2 separate regions of the Mus musculus genome follow, and region 1 is linked to region 2. The links are chromatin contacts, called in public HiChIP or PLAC-seq maps. All regions are on one chromosome and are shown on one strand. Each heading gives the region's core, a stretch centred on a gene start, on an enhancer-like site or on the middle of the called end of the contact. The rest is flanking DNA. Distances are from core to core; before and after follow the strand shown.

Evidence for each region. HiChIP or PLAC-seq counts read pairs in DNA pulled down with a chosen protein or histone mark.
Region 1: a contact with region 2 is called in an H3K4me3 HiChIP or PLAC-seq map of embryonic stem cells, with 6 times the contacts expected there. The contact joins two enhancer-like sites. A contact is called at or near these places in 1 of 15 datasets of contacts at CTCF or cohesin (large pre-B cells), 4 of 115 datasets of contacts at active chromatin or transcription factors (embryonic stem cells and large pre-B cells) and 2 of 9 other capture datasets (embryonic stem cells and embryonic trunk).

What each region holds. Positions count from the first base shown.
Region 1 is chr9:61,617,204-61,620,133 of GRCm38.p6, forward strand. No RefSeq gene overlaps it. Among named protein-coding and RNA genes, the nearest start is that of Gm39350, 23 kb to the left of the region's middle. Within about 2 kb of position 1,463, at least 79 of the 459 cell types and tissues checked have an H3K27ac peak or open chromatin away from gene starts, as enhancers often do.
Region 2 is chr9:61,051,251-61,054,071 of GRCm38.p6, forward strand. Gm33699 (a long non-coding RNA gene) reads left to right here. Exons shown (of 6, transcript XR_003948174.1): 2 at 761-1,176; 3 at 1,499-1,919. Among named protein-coding and RNA genes, the nearest start is that of Gm46116, 4.3 kb to the right of the region's middle. Within about 2 kb of position 1,356, at least 10 of the 459 cell types and tissues checked have an H3K27ac peak or open chromatin away from gene starts, as enhancers often do.

The sequences.
Region 1 (2,930 bases), core at 213-2,712, 570 kb after region 2:
ATAAGGTTCCTCACGTTGTGGTGACCCCAACCATAAAATTATTTTCATCGCTTCTTTATAACTACGATTTTGCAACTGATATGAATCATAATGTAAATAACTTTGGAGCTAGAGGTTTGTCAAAGGGGTTGAGACCCACAGGTTGAGAACGGCTGACCTAGAGGGAGGCCTGCCTTCCATATAGATAACTTAGCTGAGCTCCACCTCCGTAGACCAACTCTGGCAGTCAGGAGCTGGTGGGGACCAGATAGAGCAACCCCCTACCCCTACCCTAGTGTCTGTGGAGATGTTTCCCTAAGCTAGGGCTGGGGCAGAGCTGGGAAGTCAAGCTTTCCTCCTCTGGATGCTCAAAGATCCCAGGAACAGATCCATGGAGGACCCAGAATGTACTGGGAAAGAAAGAAGGCTATTTGAGCTCACCAGGCCTGCTAAAATGGAGGACCACAGGCTGTCAGTGACAGAGGAAATCAGTTTCCTCCAGGTCTGGAGGCCGCCATCCACGGTCAAGAGAGGGCAGGCTGATGTCTTCTGAGGCCTTCTTTCCTGGGCTTAGAGATGGCTATCTCCTTCCTGTGCCTTCCCACTGTCCCCTCAACCCCCACTGTAAATACTGTGTCCTAAATTCCTCCTCTTCTAAGGACACAGTCTTACTGGATTAAGGTTTACCTCAACGCCCTCTTTTTACTTCACCGCTATAAAAGCTGAGCCCAGATAGAAGTCCTGAGGTCTAAGGAGTCGCTGACATATGAATCCGATAGGACATAGTTCAATCCACTCTAGAGACCCAGGGGTTGATAAATGTACTTCTTGTGTCTCTGAGACAGCCGGGACCTCAGCACCTGTAAACCCACCCAGCTACAACTCACTGAGCGAGCGCATTGCTGACCCTTTGAGACCCCCCACCCTCACTACCCTGGCAATAACTGTTCTCCTGAGTCAACAGCTCTCAGGTTCCAGATTACCTCTTGGTAGGGAAGCCACTGAGGGTAAGAGAAGACCCCTGCCCTGACTCTGAGCCCCTCAGTAACGGGTCCTCCTCAAACCTGAGCTTATCAGCCCATGGCTAGGATCCCGTAACTTGGGATGACATTCTCAGAGCACTTCCGGAGCGCTCGGCCTCCTTTCTCAACAGGCAGAGGGGACTTCTGGTTTGCTGCTCATGGGAAAAAACAACAACAACAACAACAAAAAAAAAAAAACCACAAAAAAACCCCAAGAAATTCCAGTAAGGGATTAATGACTTAATTATAAATGCAGTTTGGAAATGTAAAGGTTATTAAGGAGGGAGAGAGATGCATGCTAATAAGAGACACGCTATTAACAGCAGAATAAAGATCCATTGTTGGCGCCACCATAAAGTTTTCCAAGTTTGGTAATAAAAACCACCTGGCCTGCACCAGGCTGGCTGCCATGGTGACGCACCGCGCTCTGGATCCGGCTAATGAGGCTTGTCTGCCGGCCTCTGATCATGCTCCCTAGGGGGTTTAGGCTTCCTGGTAAAATTGGCCCACAGGCCTCAAACCACTGCAGAGACAGGCAGGCCCCCAGCTTCTCAGCTACCGCCCACTGGGCCCTGAGCGCTTTGAGAGTCACCAGAAACAAGCCATTCCTGTTCCCACAGGAAACTAGCAGGCTGTTCTAAGCTGTGTGACCTTGCCCCTGTTTCTCAACCTCTCTGAGCCTGTTTCCTCATCTGCAAAGCGTGGAGATCTTACATCTGGCTCTAGGGAAGAGACACACACATGTAAAGTACCTCACACAATCATGGGACCGTCTTCAGAGGCAAGAGCACCAGAGCATCTCCTTCCAGTAACCCCACTCTAGCCTACTTGTCTCAGGTTACCTGGCAGCCCCACCCCTAACTGTGTCTGACCTCATTCACCACAGTGTGCCCCGGCACCCTCCCAATTTGGGCTCCCACATTCTTGAGGCTCTTGTAGATGCCACTCACACAACTCTGGCTGACCTCAGCTTAGGACATCTCTGGACAGCCCTGGCCCCACCCTGGGCTTGGTCATGGAACTTCACTTTGTGCTTCCTAACAACTGTAGAAAGATGGATGGCAGAGGAATGAGGAAAGGCTGAGGGGAAACTGCTGTGGCAGCTGGAATGGGCTGGGTCTGAAAAGTCTACTCCAGGCCCATTCCCTGGAAGCCTCAGTGTTCTCATCTGCAAAATGGCAACAATACTCCCTCTGGAAGACTTCCATGTGGGAAAGCTCTCACCAGCACAGGTTTTCAGTAAGGGCTCCTAACCATTGTTCTTTGTGTGTGTGTGTGTGCTCCAGGCAAGGGGCATGTGGGAGTAGGTATGCATGTTAGCATGTATGTGCACATGATGCAAACGCCTGCGGTGGACGCAGCTAGTTAGCTTGCTCCAGGGATAGGCTGCCTCTGCCTCCCTCCTGCTGGGATTGCAGGGGTGCTGCTGTGCACACTGAGCACTTACATGGCTGCTGGGGATTCGAACTCCCGTCCTCATCCTTGTGCAGCAAACACTTTCATCAGCTGAGCCACCTTACAGGGAAGTGGGGACAGGAGGAGCAGGGGAGGGAGCTGGCTCATCTAAAAATGGGGAAGGTAATGAAGAAATCTCCATCTAATTAGACGGGCTGCAGTTTTAATCAGACAGAGTTTCTCTGGCAAAACCTGTTTGCATGTTTTCTGTCATTCAGCCAATGTGTTAATTAGGCAAATAATATTAATAATGATATTCACTTTGGGAAAGTTAAGAGGGGAGGAGAAGGTGGAAGTGACAGTTTGGGGCTGAGCAGCCTGGAGCAGGGAGGGGTGTTTAAACTCAGAGGCAGCAGAGAGTAGAAGCAAGGGGTCTGAAGACATGCTGGCCAGGTAACCCAGCTCAGTCCGAGGTTCTCTACGCTTCAGTTTCCACATCAGTACCACAGGAGTGGTGAGGCAGGGGCATGCCCA
Region 2 (2,821 bases), core at 106-2,605:
TCACAACTTCCTGAAGCTCCAACTCTAGGGAGCTTCCTCTGGCCTCAACTCCGCCCTCCTCTGGCCTCCATGGGCACTTCACACAAGTGGAATACACACACACACACACACACACACACACACACACATAAATAAAACACTTTAAAAATGGCAAAGAAGATGTCAGCTTTACTCGTGTTTCTAAAGATGGTTAACCAGCGGTAAATATGTAGGGAACAGCTTTCGATACTGACACAAAGTCTAGGCAACTTACAGGAAGTATGACTTTAAATGACTTGTAAATCATCGCTGGTTCACAATTCCGAGGGTTCTAGTCACCTCCGGTGGAAGGCAGAGAGGAAGGAGGAAGAATGTATAAAAGGGCTGCTCGCATGGTGGCTGGGTCAGGAAGCAAAGAGAACTAGATGGGAACCAGTCCCTGGCTGGACCCAGCCCACTCCAAGGGACCCAGGCTAGCTAGCCATGCCAAGTCCTACCTCTTAAAAGCTACCCGACATCCCCAAATAGCGCTACCAACTGGGAGCACAAGCTCACACACGTGGGCCTGTGCAGAGGAGTCATTTTACATTTAGACCAAAATTGGAGTCAAAGTTTTCTAAAATGAGATTCAAATAAAACATTTAAAAAAAAGAATTAATTTTAAAAAACCACCCTAATATATGCACATATTGAAACATTACTCCTGATCTTATAAATCTGTATAATTATTATGAACCAATTAAAAACAAACACATTTACATAAGTAATTCTGTATTCAAAGGAAAAGACCCGGACTCCTGCGGTAATGATGTGTCAGTGCGGCCTTTCGGGTCACGTGACTCATCAGGACAGAGTGGGAGCTGAGTGACAGATGAAATGGCCGAGCAAACCCAAGGTCTGGACTGATCTACAAGGCACAGCCTTAGGAGGTGCACCATGCAGACAGAAGAACAAACTCCCAGCCGGGGCAGTTGCAGGGAGAACCCGCACATTTACGAACGATGAAGGACACTAGAGGATCCAAAGTAAACGACCAAGAAACCATCGAACCACCCAAACCTACAAAACGAGAGTCGGAGGGAGGGGGGATAGGAGGAGCCTAGACCGGAAGCCAATGGAATCATGGGTACTGTGGTCAGGCGTGAGCTGGAGAGCATTGTTCTAAGGAAGGCATCGGGAAGGGCTGAAGATGCTGAGGTGTGTGGTCAAAAGCTGTCGTCTTTAGATGGTTCCATAAAAGTGGATGTTTGCTGGGGTGTAGCGCAGTGTGAGAGGAATTGTCTCGAGTGAAGAAGGCCATGGGTCGGGTCACTCCCCAGCACCACAGACACCTATGTTTATGGAGTGGAATTAAGCCAGCATGGCAGCATTTGAAAATGGCCTACCAGGGTATGGGGAGGCCAGTGCAATCTTCCAGAGGGCCTCTGGGTAGGGGAAGGGGGTTCTCTACCAGGGGTCGTGAGTCAGTCCCTCTTTCCATGCTGTGCCGGCCTCAAGTCTGAGCTTTGCTTTTCCACAGGAATGCACAAGTGAGGCCCCAAGGGTCACAGCTGTCACAGCCTCTGATGCTGCTCATCGCGGCTTTGTCGCCTGACCGGAGGACCTCAAGAGCGCGCTCCTTACATGCACCTGTGCGTGGTTTTGACAGCTGTGGAAGGCGCATCTCCTTTCGACCCAACCTTTAACTTTTTGTTTCTGACCTTTTTGTTGTGCCTGTGGTGACAACATGTGTTGCTTAATGAGCCATTTTAAAGTGCACACAGCTCAGGGGCATGTAGTATGTTCACCGTGTGTGCAGCCACCAATTCTCTGGTTATACAACATTTTTTTTTTTTTAGAGACAAAAGACCCAACGTGAAGGACGTAAGGAGGATTTATTTTGACTCCTGGTTTTGGTGGTTTCAGATCACAGTTCTTATCTCTATTAATTCTGGACCATGGTAAGGCTGAACATCATTATGGCAGGAGTGTGTGGCAGAGGAGGCTCATCTAATGATGGGAAGGGGGAGGGGAGAGAGAGAGAGAGAGAGAGAGAGAGAGAGAGAGAGAGAGAGAGAGAGAGAGAGAGAGAGAATGCCCTGGACAAGATACCCCAGGTCCTACCTTCAGTGATGAATGTCCTACTGATTCTAACCCCTATAGTTTCCTTAGCCTCTTAAATAGCAACACCACGTAGGGTCAAGGTCAACGTGCAATACCAGAGCCTGTGGTTTCCTATTCAAATTCCAGGGCTTCCCCTCTGTGCAGCCTCTCTTTCCTTATCCAGTCCTCTCCAGGTTTCTCCTGGCGCCCTTGCTTCAAGCCTTTGGTTTCCCAGCAAGGACCTCAGACAGAGAGAAGCTGTATACAACAGGCTCACTTCTCTCACCAGCCGTCCATCTGGCATACCTAGACCCAGTGGCAGGCTGCAGGGATGTGTTCCGTTCTGGGAACTCAACCAGCAAGTTTACCTGACCTTCCAGGAGCAGATGTGGGTGCACCATCGTGTCACATGTCCCACAGATGATGTAGACACGATCCAAAGGAGTGGTTGATATAATAGTTCCTGAGAGTGTGTGTGAGAGAGAAGGGTGGGGAGGGGGATGAGGAAGGGGGAGGGGAAGGGGAGGGAGAGAAGAAGGAGGGAGAGAGGAGGGAGGGGAGGGGGAGGAAGGGGAGAGAGAGAGAGAGAGAGAGAGAGAGAGAGAGAGAGAGAGATCAACCCCTGTCTATTCCACCCTGAGGATCTTTGTGACTATAGTTTGTATTTATATGAACAGTGCCAGTGCTCAGTGCTATGCCCCTTTGCATTCAGTCCTCTGAGTGGCCCTAGGAGGTGGTGACTACCTTTGGGTCCACAACA